Linked DNA regions of Mus musculus: all the other regions are linked to region 2. The links are chromatin contacts, called in public HiChIP or PLAC-seq and promoter capture Hi-C maps. All regions are on one chromosome and are shown on one strand. Each heading gives the region's core, a stretch centred on a gene start, on an enhancer-like site or on the middle of the called end of the contact. The rest is flanking DNA. Distances are from core to core; before and after follow the strand shown.

Region 1 (4,439 bases), core at 372-2,871, 1.2 Mb before region 2:
TGTTCATGTTAAGGTTAAAGTATTTTTATTTTCACATTTAGTTTAAAATATTTTCTATTGTAAGTGCAAACTATGAAATTAGAAATACATGCACCTTAATATTGGAAGACAATGCAATTTTAGGTTCACCTGATAGCCAAAGTTTTTAAAAAACCATTCCAAATACACTGATTCTGCCAACAAACATACACTTGTATACTGTGTTGCAAGGAATCAAAATAGTTGCTTATTACTTCAGATATAGTTTCTTATTTGTTTGTGTGTGTGTGTTTTAAGCAGAATATAGAAAACCAGAAAGTTCTGTCTGCCTCATCTTTAGTTCTTCCCGAGACATTTTCCTCTCACTCAGTACGTCACTGAACTTGCCATCCTTTGGCCAGGTTTTAAAACCATAAATAGACCTCATTTTTCAATCAGTAACAAACTCAAATTACAAACGGGGAGACACCATAAAATGCATCTTTCATAAACATCCCAAGAAAGCTACATGAAAACAACACTAAAGTGGATGATGTCTTCTCCAGCATGAGGTGAATCCTTAAGTCCTAAAGGAACAGTTCTAAGTATGTAACACATTAGTGCCCTTTATTACGGTAACATCAAATCGGAGTACTGCAGCATGACACTCTCTCCCTCTGCAAACATGAAAATGCCCTGTAATTTGTGTGAACTATTCGGTACTCTAACTTATAAACTACCTCCTTAAAAGAGCGGCTAAGGAGCTCCTGTTCCGTGTCTAGGTAGAGCCTACACTACTTCACTCAGTTAAGGACAAGCTTGACTTGGGTGCAAGGGTGGGCAATTCACAAGTCACATAACAAAGTATGTAATCTTGCAGAGAATTTTAACAAGGTGTTTAAAATTCTTTGGAGACAGCATTAAGACAATCTTGCTGGGGAGAGATTTTCCAATTTACACACAGAAACAAAATACATAAATTCTGATCGTGGCCTGGTGATTATCATAATTTGGGGAAATAACCGAACTTGTGACGTGAAAATACAACCCCAAGGCTGTAGGAACTCTCTCTGAGAATGGCACAAACCAACACCTTTTCTGGCTCTCATCAACACGGGAAGTGGCTTGGACACCCCCCAAACATCATCCTACCCCCACAGGAAGTGAGTTACAGTTCCCCCTCCCCTATGACAGCATGTCTCCCTTCCCCCAACCGGAAGTGAGGCGCCCCCATTCAGTGGGCCTTAAACCAAGACAAACCAATAACAGCAGCAGCAAAAGAAGGATGATCTTCAAAGGGGGAAGGACATCTCGACTGTTGCCACCCCCATGCTCGTCTTGCTTACTAACCTGCTGACGGCAGGAGCAGGCAGGGGCCTGGGGACTAATGAAAGTCCCTTGCACAGAGGACAATTCCCTCAGCCCCTCGCAATCGCCTTCACTCTTCACTCCGTCGTCTCACAGCTTGACAGAAATTCCTCCGCAGTACTTTATTTTGGTGTCTTTTCTTACTCTTTACCTAATCACTTAGTCACCTCCAGATAGGTAACTTCTTTTAACGTGGTAATACTGAGAATTGTTCCGTTGAGGAGAGACGTGAAATGTTATACCCGATACTTTCAGAGAAATGAAGGGATTATTTTGCCCAATGCGGCGAAGGACTACGTGACCACGCAAGGTGAGACACACTTTCGCGAAGGTTCTTGGGAAATGTAGTTTTCATTTTCATTGCTAAGGCTCTCAAAAAATAGTGGGACTTAAATTTTAATTACTGTATACTGGACTCTTAGAGGATAGTTATTCTGTACTAGACGAATGGCTGACTTAAGGTGATTCGGCCCCGAAAAAAATCCAAATCTGCGCTGTTTCTTTCCACTGGCGTTTAATTGAACCCAAATTCCCCGTCACATGGACTCAAGGTCCCTGCCGCCCCGCCCCCTGGCTTTGGCTCCACCCCTCAGCCAATCAGACTTTCTCTAGCTCGTGTTCTCCGGATATTGGCACTCAGGGAGGCGTGGCCTCTTGTCAACTCCTCCCATGGGGCTGAGAGTAGAGCTCGGAGACCGCCGAGGTTTGGTGCGGGCACGCGCGGGCGAGCGCGCGCGGTCTGAAGAAGTGAAGCGGCAAGGGTGCGCGCGGCGGGGCGGCGTGCAGGGTTGGGAGGAGCGAGCGGACTGGTGGGCTGGGCGGACGGAGAGCGGCCGGGAGCGCGCTGTGGACTCCGCGGCCGCGAGTAGTTAGTTAGTTGTGTCAGTTGCTCGGTGGAGGCGGCCGCGATCACCAGAAAGGGGACGGGACAGGAGGCAATGCTGAATATCGCAACGGCTTGTGCTCCCCTCAGGTAACGGGGGCAGGGTTGCCCACGTACCCTCCGGTCCCTTTCCCACACGCGCTGGCTTATGGGGCCAGGGTCGCCGAGAGGTGAGGACGCGGACCTAGGGGGGATCGGGACTGGGTGGCGCCGCAGGGGCTCGGCAGCCCGTGCGTCCTGCGGGGCGCGGGCTGCAGTGCCCCGGCCACCCACGCGCCCCGCGGGCGCCGCGAGCCCTCTCATGCCCCCCACCGGCCCAGGCCTCGTTACCCTGGCTGCGATGGTCCCGGGAGCGCGGCGCCCCCCAGAGGAGGGAAAGTTGGAACCTGGCGGCTAGGGACTTCCCGGGGCTGGGCTGCGAGGCTCCAGGGGAAAGTGAAGCCTTAGAGGAGCTGGAGATGTGGAGGCTGGGGCAAGAAGGGCTTCTGCCTAGTCTGTATGGTCGCCTCACTCCCAGACTTTGGAGGATCAGGCTCAGCCTTGCCTCAGCAGTCAGGACGGAACCGGTGGCTCTGTGCCTGCTCACTTTACGCTCTGGCCAGGGAGCCCCTAATGTGCGCAGGCTTCCTAGGTTGCTTAGGGGTTTGGGATTTTGAGAGGCTGGGTTAGACATTTGTTTTTCTTTGCCCTTTGGCTTATGGGTTCTTGCCAATTTCCTTTCCTCCTTCGAAGAGGACTACCCATCTGAATTGGGTCCCCTTCTCGTTATCCCCCATCTTATGCTCCATTTGTTGGAGAGCTTGATTTTGTTCTTGGACTTCATTAAGGACTGCTGAGAGCAATATCAAAGAGTAGTCCGCCCTCCAGTCCCCCTCCCCCAGGCCCCATGTCTGCAGTCCAGTTTTTAAGGACCCAAATTGAGGAACCAGAGCTGTGGAATGGAGTTATTGGATGGCTGGTGTTGAAGGATAGAGATGAGTTAGAGGAAAACTATGATTTCATCTTTATTGGCCTTACTATAGAAAACCCAGTACATTTTTCTTTGCCTCTGTTGAATGTGGTAAGAGTACACTCTCAATTAAATACTTGGTGACTTACATAAAAGACTATTTTTAAGCCACTGGATGATGTGCATGAACTGCTTTTTCACCTGAGTCGGAATTGCTTTGAGTATTCTGTTTGGTGGCCTATCTGTTGACTTGATCTTTTTCTTTCTTTCTCTTTCTTTTCTTTCTTTCTCTTTTTTTTTTTCAGCCACACTGTCCTCCCTTTATCTACCTTGGCAAATTAAGTATGTAGTCAAGAGAACACATATTGCTCTCTGCAAAGAGGAAAAAAAAAAAAAAACCCAGAAAGCCCAAACTTGAATTATCCACAAGGGTAAAACTTTCCATGAGCAATCTTGGATACTCACTTCATGATGGCTTCTTTTGTAATCTCAGAGCATTTTAGATCTTTCAATTCACTGACTACCCTAATTACTTTCCAAAGTGCCTGGCACTTTCTTTGGTGACTTTTTCAGTAAACTATAATTGCAGGTGAGGTACATTTTCTTGGCTTCCAAGTTAGGAGTTAATAGCCTTATCACAGAGATTAACAGTTAACAATGGAAGCAGAGTTCATACTACTGCAAGTGAGTTTTGGCAACGATCAGGTCACAAACTATGTGAAAAAACAAAGATCCCCTCCCCAGAGTTGTCAGAGGGGAAGAAGAGAAAATATTTTATCGTGTCTCTATTTGGGAGAGAGTAGTATGACTATGTTATGTGGGGGAAAATGGCAAATTATTTTCTTTAAAGCTTTTTGATTTGTGGTCCTCCTTTCTCCCACCCTTTCTTTAGGGACTGACATTTATGTTTGGCTAGTTTCCAGTGTTGTAAGGCGTGTTTTGGTGAGAGGAAAAGATAAGCTTGATTGAGTTGTTAGGGTATTGCTTATTCATTTTGTTTAGTAATAGTGCAGAAAACTTACACAGTGGTGTTTAAACCCCATTAACATTCTGTCAGAATTTATTTTTAAGAGTCTGTCCTGAGGCCCATAAAGAAATAATGCCACTTCATAACTGTTTTCTGACAGTCACATTAAAAAGTACGTTCCTGAAATGCATTATATGTGAATGCATATAAACATTTATCTTTGTACATTTATGGTAATGTAAATATTTAAGTCGGAGAGCTTAAAAACTTTTATTTGCTTATTTGCATACATGCCTTTTAACAGCCAGCAGTGC
Region 2 (4,203 bases), core at 1,487-3,986:
TCTAAGGGATTCAATGCATTCTTCTGGCCTCCACGGGCATGTGCACACGTATACATATTGAGATACACGACAGGCAGACAGGCAGGCAGGCAGGCAGGCAGGCAGGCAGGCAGACAAACAGACACACAGAGAGAGGAGGGGGAAGCACGAGTGCGCCAGGTTTCCAGACCCCTGGGAGCTCTCAGAGACTGAGCCACCAACCAAGGAACATACATGGCTGGACATACACAGCAGACTGCATGCAGCTCAGTCTCCAAGGCTAGCTAGTCTGGCCTCAGTGGGAGAGGAAATACCTAATCTGGCAGAGACTTGATGGTATTTGGGGTGGGGGTTGGGGGAGGTATGTATGGAGGGGCCCCCTCTCAGAGGAGAAGGGGTGGGTGGGAGGAACTCTGAGCCAAGTTTCTCACTGACGATAAGGGAGGTGTAAATATGAACATAGAGGAAGTGGATGTACCTAAGGCAACTCATGTGTCCCCATGCACTGACAGAGATACAGCTCCAGACACACATAAAGTCATCACCTCTCTCTTCATCCAATGAGTCAAATGCAGCTATTTTTTTTTAAAATGGGGGAGGGGCCGAATCTATGCTATATTTACAAACTTTTTTGTCTTTATTTCCTAATATAGTCTACATTTATACCTTATATGAGGTATAAATAATCTAGAAATTTGAATTTAAATAAGGGTGGGCAATATAGGTTAACAGAATACTATACCACTTTATAAGGAACTTGAGCAGCTGTGGAATTCAATATGGTGCATCGACTACCCTGACAATACCAAAGAACAATTGCATATGCATATACATACACACATATTCCTGTCTAGGCTAGAGGAAGCAAACCCTTAAAACAGTGAGTAGACTTACACAGTACTGACCTTAGAGTCTAAATTAAATACCATTCTCCACTAAAAGAAACCAAGACTATTAGTGAAACTACTAAGTTCTTGAATGAAGCAGGTGAAATACAAGCTGAAGACAACTGGTGCCAAAAGAAAGGTCATCCCTAAGAGACAATAAAACTGGCTTGAGTGCTCACTAGCCACACAAAGACTGTGTGAGTACCAAGGAGAGTCTAACAGTAACAGGTACAGCTCTACACAAGAGACCAAGCGTATGTATGAGTGCTGTGTGAACAAAGTGGAAGAGAATGAAAAGTAAGTTTCAAAGCTTCTCTACAGACAAATACTTATTAACTGCAACAGGACAGAAAATTTAAAGGCAGAAGTTTCTGGCAGACACCTCTTAAATCAAGGAATTTAAGGTAATGGGATAAAAAAATCTAATAAATCCCAGTCACACTCAACTTGTGCCTTGAATTTTCTTAAGTGTTGGGGCTGGTACAGAAAGTCAGGTTGGAGAAACATACAAACCAAAGGAGCGCGCCTTTCAGTTACTCATTGGGAACAGAATCAAATCCTTCTGCTCTTAAGAAAAGCACTGGGGCACTTTGGCTCCCACACCAAACATTAATCAAGAGAGTGGCCTACAGATTTGTCCACGGGTCAATCTTTGGCAGGCACTTAACTTGAGTTCCCTCTTTCTGGATCAAGTTGAAAACCAAACTCAACACCAAAAGAATCGACACATACATCAATGATAACTTCCCAATGTGGAGACTATATTGTGGTTAAGTAGAACATTCCTATTTGCCTATTATACATACTAAGCGATAATAGGGCATCAAATTGGCAATTTCCTCACGAGGGCCCCTGCCACTCAGTGAGATACTGGAGATTCACTATCTATCAGCTCTATAATCTGTCTTCACCTCCCTGAACACTGACTCTCCTGGATCCAGGGACAAAAATGAGAAAAGGAATGTGGTTTACGTATTTAGGTAGAAGTTTTAGTTCTTCCGGTTCTAGTGTGAGACCCTGGGCAAGCGATACCCAACACCTTCATTGCAAAATTGAGGCAAGTTAAGGAAGGCTCTGTACGGCCTTGTAATAGTGGACACCTGGATACTTCAATTGCCCAACATCTAATAATGACTAAACCGCAGTACGCCCCTACAAAACCTGACGTTTACTACAAAAGCCAGAATACGAGCATAGGTTCTCCGAGTTAACGAAAGCAAGGATATGTATCACAATCTTGATTTTTTAAAAAGTTCTCCAAGATGGCCCACCAGTCCTGCAAGTGACTGTCCAACGCATAACTCCATACTTGCCTCAAGCGCCTCAGCTACCACGCGCACCAAGCAATGTCCCTCCAGGTGGCCCGCTTCAGCCACACCCGCGGAGATCCAGGTCACGCTGCGATGGGTCCGCAGCACTCTGCGTACACACTCCCTCCACAGGCGGCATACTCTGGGGATGCAAAAGCACAAAGGGTTGCCGCCGGGCGGCCGGTTCCCACCGTCAGCAGCCTCGCAGCGCCAGCTAAGCACTAGGAAACCCGGGCAGAGGTCCCGGCAGAGGCGACCCCGCCACCCTCCGGGACGAAGGTCTCCTCCCGCCCCATTCGCCCTCACCCGGCTACCCGAAGCAGCGCTTTGGCCGGCAGGAAGGTAAACACACGCTCCACCACCTCCGCAAGGTTACTCAGCACGTAGGTGCTTCGCGGATCTGTGGAGGAGGAGACGCCGCCACCGCCGCCTGCCGGCTCCATTCCTCGCCTACCGGCCCGAAGGCCCTACAGAGTCTCAGGGGTACCGGAGCGGCCGGCGCACCACCTACAACCCGAGCTCCCTGAGCAGGCGCGCGCCACTTCCGGTGGGCCGCTTCCGGTACTGGACACGCCGCTGCGGCGGTGCACCGGCCTGCACAGTTCCGCCCGGAAGGGACCGGAGGCAGCCTGGCGTTTAAGCCGGCTGCAAACACTATTTGGTCAATCTGGTTAACTCGTTAGGTCTTAAGTTTTAAGCGAGTAGACATAAATAGCACTCGCCATTCTTTGGCACTATTAATTGCTACAGAAAGCACATGCCAAACCAGATAGATATTTTCACACAGGAGCCATTATTCTTTGGCTCCTGCTGGCTCTTCCCTGCAGGGCTACATACAGAATCACAGGGGATGAAGCCCAACACCATACATTCCCGAACCACAAATGAAAGAACAGTAGAGGCTGCTTCATTTCAACTGAATAGGTTGTCTCCTGACTGAGGGGCACTTTGTCCCCAGCTACTTGGCCTGACCTGGTGCTTCTTGTTTTGGCTTCTAGATCTTTTACACTGTGATAACCCATTAGAACATTTTGAGCTGGACAAGATGATGCATGTTTGCATCTAGCAAGCTGGAGGCAGGAGGGTCAAAAGCCGAAAACAATCTAGACCCTACTGCAAAATATGTAAGATAACACAAAAAAACATGAACAAGCCCTCAACAAGCAGCAGCCACTTTACTCTGGAAACCTTAAGACTTAAGTAGCAAACATGGACGCATCATACAGTCTCCAAAACACCACGATACACTGGGAATGTGTGAAAACTTCAATGCTTCCCGTTAATAAAAAACCCCAGCAGCTCTGGGCTCTCCAGGAGCCCTAAATCCTACTTCTAGAACTTCCAAACTGCTCTGTGGCTCCACTCTTCTCACCAGGCACTGGTTGGGGTGGGGGTGGGGTGCGGGAACATGTTATGACGACTAGGGAATGAACACCAAGGGTCAGTATGTTTAAGAGGAGGACTTCTGAACATTTCCTCAGCTAAGGCAACCTTCAGAAAAAACAACTGTTTCTGAATGAAGTAGGGAGGCTGTACATGGAGACATAACATTCAAACCAAACATGAAACTGGCACAGGAATTTCAGTCAAGGAAAGAAAAGGCTTTCCTTCTGCTGAGATTCTGATGAGATCTACAGATAGTGGTGTGTATAGAGGCCTTGAGTGTACAAGAGGAACTGTGCTAATAGTACCCTAAGAACATTAGAGACATTAATTAAAACAGCACTAGAAACCCACATGTATTTGAATTTAAAGAACGCAGTAAGGGAATGGTTAAAGAAAAACTGAATACACTATGTGTGTACACACCAATTCTAGGTTCCCTATCCCTCTCAGTATCTTCATCTCCACTTCTGAAACCTCCCCACACCCCATCTTCTCTTTAAACAGCCTACACTAGAAATTCAATATAGAGCCTATAGACGCCTGAATTATAGCATCTCATAAGAGGGAAAGGTGACAAACTGATTTTTAAATGGTTCTTTATTCATAAACTTGATGCAAGTTTACAAAATTTACTGTACATT
Region 3 (4,441 bases), core at 1,667-4,166, 1.9 Mb before region 2:
TAGGAGTAATTAATTTCCCCATGTTCTTTTATATTTACCACGAGAAAGGAGATATTAAGATTTCACTTATGTGAACACATCTGTGTAAGCGGATGCTTACCTCCGAGGGTCTGATGCTCGCAGCCTCTCGCTCAGGACATAACTGGTCTTTTCGCCTTCTTTGGTCAAACCCTGGTAGAGAAAAGAGAAGACCGGGCTTGAGGCCATTAGAAAATTCGAAGGTCGAGTAAAGCCAATGAGGGCCAGGCTCTGCCATCCAGCTGCCCTGCCCTGAATCACCGATACCAGGAAAGGCTAGGATAAAGTAATCAGGGAACCTTGGTAGCAAGTGTTCCACCCATCGGTGACCAGCACGCAGTTTATGTTTGCTAGCAGTGGTGAAGGGACTCTGGGGAGCTGGAGCTCGGCAAGCACGGCTATGGCAGGCCTTGCCCTTCTTCCCACTTCCTTCTGCCTTGTAAAACTGCTAGATTACATCCCTAAAGCTAGCCACCAAGGTCTATTCTCTTATTTGGGATTAGACCACCTCATCCCAACATAGGCTTTCTTCTTGTAGCTTTATAGACTGCCATTTTCTTAGACCTTTGTCTTCTGGGACAAACACCTCTTTCCCTTCTCCCTTGTCCTCGGTCTCCTGTCTTTGTCTCTTATTCTCTGCCCTCTGAAACAAATCAATTTCATTTGTGCAAAGAACCTGAATTGGGGTGTCTTGGGTTAACTTCAAGGTCCCTACAGATGGTCTTATGGGAAGGATCTTGGGCAGGGATTAGGAGGCCTGGTTGGTAGCTTTTCTTTCTTAAGATTTATTTATTTAATGTATGTATTGGTACACTGTATGCTGTCTTCAGACACACCAGAATAGAGCATCAGATCCCATTACAGATGGCTGTAAGTCACATGTGGTTGCTGGGAATTTGAACTCAGGACCTCTGGAAGAGCAGTCAGTGCTCTTAGCAGTCAGTCCACTGAGCCATCTCTCCAACCCCCTCTGGTAGCCTTTTTACCCATGAATATATAAAAGAAAACCCCATGGAGTGAGGCAGATATATTAATACAGGTCTATAATTCTAGCTACTTGGGAGGTCCATGGTAGAGAATAACAAGATCAAGGCTACTATCAGGGATCATTCAGCAAGACCCTTTCTCGAATTAAACGGGAGGTGGGAGATGGATTAGCTCAGTGGTGAGAACATTTGTCTAGAATTTGTGGTGGTTCTGGGTTATATTAATTAAAAAAGAAGCCCAAGGAGTTTGAGATAGATTGGTTCATCCTCAGTGTTCAGTTAGGTGGGTGCCATCGAAGAGAAGAAAGTTGGATAGGGCTCTGACTTCTTTTTTTTGTTTTGTTTTGTTTGTTTGTTTTTTTTTTGTTGTTTTTTTGTTTTTTCGAGACAGGGTTTCTCTGTATAGCCCTGGTTGTCCTGGTGCTCACTTTGTAGACCAGGCTGGCCTCGAACTCAGAAATCCACCTGCCTCTGCCTCCCGAGTGCTGGGATTAAAGGCGTGCAGCACCACGCCCGGCTAGGGCTCTGACTTCTTTTAGGACCCAGTTACTGGACTTTGAAACGGAAGCTGCATGGACCAACAAAGAAATGTCTTAGTTTTTTAAAATCTATAATGGATATAAAGTGTCATCACATAGCATTACAAAGATTAAACCTGGTATGACATTTAACATTTAACATCTGGGGAATGTGAAGTGCAGTTAAAAGAAATTCATTATTCATGGGAAGATAACTTAATACCTTACTTTATATCATTTTAGAATGATTTGAAGTTTCCCCCAATACATATGTACTATACACAATAAAACTAGCTTATGAAAACTGGGGATTTATAACACTGGTGTCCAAATTCTGGTGGCTTACAACCATCTGTAATGGGATCTGATAACCTCTTCGGGTGTGTCTAAACACTGGCAATTTCCTCAGTTCCGAAATCATGAAATTACTCTGGAGACCCATTCATTCAGCTGTGGCTTCTCCAAAAACCAGGCTAATCTGTGGCAGTATCTGGCTCTAAGAGAGGACACCTCACCTGGACAGGTTCCCCATCACGCCAGACAAGGCTTTCTCCATCGCTTTCCCAGCAAAGATGAACTTCCTGGCCCACCCAAACTTCAGGGATGACCAGTTCTACCCGAAACCAGCAGGTCCACCATCTGTAAGAGAGCCATTTTGATGGGCCTAGGAGTGGAAACCCTCGGCTTTAAGATGTTCTCCATGCATGTGCAGCATCAGAGAAATGGTCAAAGAATAAAGGGAAAGGGGGAGAGGCAGCAGGGATGAAAATACTCAAGTGAAGACGCCGAAGGATAAAGGAGCTTCTCTCAGCAGAGGGCGCCACTCTGCTATCTAGCAGACTAGGGTTTGGTCGTGGGGCGGAGCTTCGCCAAACTGGGCGTTACCCACGTGGGTCCGAAGCTGTCGCCGACCTGCGCAGGGCTGAAGTTCTGCTGCACCGCCTTCTCATAGGGAAGCCTCTCGGGCGTCAGGAAGCTGGAGAGTGTCACCGAGCAGCTGTCCCCGAAGAGCCTGGGCAGGAGCAGCTGATGGGCGCATGCTCGAAGCCGCCCCTGTCCCACCCGTGAGCCAGCGGATGGCTGGGGAAACGCTCTCCCTTGGCTAAGGCCGTGAGGACTGCCTGGCAGCTCAGCAGCACAGACCAACCTCTACCGTTCGCTCCCCAGCCCCTGGCCTGGCAGTGGCGGGAACTTTGTTCCGCGGCCCGGTTGGCCACGGCCTGGGTTTCCCTCCGGAAGGGAAGGGGAGAGCGCGCGGGTGTGGTAGGCCAAGGACCACACCTGCCGCGAAGGTTACAGTCGGTGAAGTAGATCGGGGACACGAACTTCTCCACCCGCTCGAAAGTGGTGCGCCAGTGCTTCAAGAACGGCGCTGCCGCCATGGCGATGCGCCTTCCCTCCCCGGAAGATCCTTGGTGCTGCCGGCTCGTTGCACCGCTTGGAACCAAAGGTTCCGGCATCCAACCAGCTTACAGACCCGAGCAGCTTTTCTGGGAACACCACGGCTTTTGCAAGAGGCTGGCTCTGGGGAGCCTCCCAGTGAAACCCGGAAGCTGAGCCTTCGCGGTTCTCACCTCAGCCTTGCTGTCAGACAGCTGGGTAAATTATTTTAAAATACAATGGTAAGTTTGAGCTGGTGGTGTGGTTCGGTAGGGAGAGTGCTTGCCTAGGATGCACAAAGTTCACAGACCAGGAAGTGTAAATTGGAGTAATCTGCGACAATGTAGCGCCTTTGAGTACAGCCTGAGCTACTTGGTATTCTGAAGGAAGGGCTAGGGAGGGAACCCCTGGAAGGGCATGGGAAAGGTTTAGTTTTCCATTCTCTTCACTTACTCAAGCATTGGTAACTGCATAATATGAAAAGCGCAAGGCTACTTCGGGTGTTTTCAGAAATACAGAAAAGGGGCTTTGCACACCAGTAATCCTCCATTACATTACATGCATCACCGTTGCCCATTACCCCAATGTCCAGAATTTTGATCTAACGCAGGTCAACAAGTGCAAGGAAGTTTGAATGCTAACCTCCAGCTTTAACGTTTGCAGGAGTCTGGAAGAAAATAATACAGGAGGAATCTAACTAGCCTGCTTTAATGGAAATAACCAGGTTTACATTCCAAATGCAGGTTACCCAGAAAAATGATCAAGTAAGAAATATACAATGCCAATTAAAATAACTTGTCAAAACTTGAGCAAAGTCCCTTGTTTTATTGGTCACAAGGACTTTTTCTCCTAAAAGGGCCCTGAAATCTTACCCTGACCTGCAGGGAGGTGCAGTACATAGTACATAGGTAGCAACTGCCAAGGCTGCTGCTGGTCAGACCCATGCTCCCCATCCTTCTAGGCCAGCAGTCTTAAGGAAATAGAGGGGGAGAGGTGAACCATAGCTGAGGAAGCCAGACCCTTTCTTCCTGGCATGCTGCCTCAGCCACTGCCCTACATTTTCCCATTAGGCTTGATTACTTCCAAGTTTCCTTGTCCTCCTATGAGAAAAACACCCTAAAAGCAGGATATGGTGACACACACCTGTATTCCCAGAATTCAGGAGTCCAAGGCAAAATTCATGAGTTTTTTTTTTTTTTTTTTTTCAAGACATGGTTTCTCTGTATAAGCCCTGGCTGTCCTGGAACTCACTTTGTAGACCAGACTGGCCTTGAACTCTGAAATCCCCCTGCCTCTGCCTCCCAAGTGCTGGGATTAAAGGACTGTGCCACCTTTTGAAAACCTAGAAGTCAAATTATTTTTCTTTATGGTGGTGTTGGGGATTTTAAAAACATTGTTACAATTTATTTGGTTGGGGGTGGGATATGTGGGGCCTGGGGCTCAAAACTCAGGTCTTTAGGCTTAGTGGCAAGAACCATACCCAGCTGAGCCATCTCACTGACCCCAGGACTGAGGATTTTTAAATGGAAGATAAAATAC

The links. Promoter capture Hi-C pulls out the DNA fragments that hold promoters and counts their contacts. HiChIP or PLAC-seq counts read pairs in DNA pulled down with a chosen protein or histone mark.
Region 1: a contact with region 2 is called in an HNF4G HiChIP or PLAC-seq map of pancreatic cancer cells. The contact joins the promoter of Hmg20a here to the promoter of Fbxo22 in region 2. A contact is called at or near these places in 3 of 39 promoter capture datasets (erythroid cells, liver and pre-B cells) and 1 of 115 datasets of contacts at active chromatin or transcription factors (pancreatic cancer cells).
Region 3: a promoter capture Hi-C map of erythroid cells shows a contact between it and region 2, with 27 times the contacts expected there. The contact joins the promoter of Man2c1 here to the promoter of Fbxo22 in region 2. A contact is called at or near these places in 2 of 39 promoter capture datasets (erythroid cells and liver).

The regions. Positions count from the first base shown.
Region 1 is chr9:56,415,801-56,420,239 of GRCm38.p6, reverse strand. Hmg20a (high mobility group 20A) reads right to left here and starts at 1,621. Exons shown (of 10, transcript NM_025812.3): 1 at 1,309-1,621. Peak1 (pseudopodium-enriched atypical kinase 1) reads left to right here and starts at 2,190. Exons shown (of 7, transcript NM_172924.3): 1 at 2,190-2,299.
Region 2 is chr9:55,207,468-55,211,670 of GRCm38.p6, reverse strand. Fbxo22 (F-box protein 22) reads right to left here and starts at 2,736. Exons shown (of 7, transcript NM_028049.2): 1 at 2,483-2,736; 2 at 2,180-2,318. The coding sequence starts at 2,619. It overlaps Ube2q2 (ubiquitin-conjugating enzyme E2Q family member 2), which reads right to left. Exons shown (of 13, transcript NM_180600.3): 13 at 4,142-4,203.
Region 3 is chr9:57,129,252-57,133,692 of GRCm38.p6, reverse strand. Man2c1 (mannosidase, alpha, class 2C, member 1) reads right to left here and starts at 2,916. Exons shown (of 26, transcript NM_028636.2): 1 at 2,804-2,916; 2 at 2,412-2,534; 3 at 2,038-2,161; 4 at 101-171. The coding sequence starts at 2,904. Man2c1os (mannosidase, alpha, class 2C, member 1, opposite strand) reads left to right here and starts at 2,403. Exons shown (of 2, transcript NR_102289.1): 1 at 2,403-3,144; 2 at 3,566-3,711.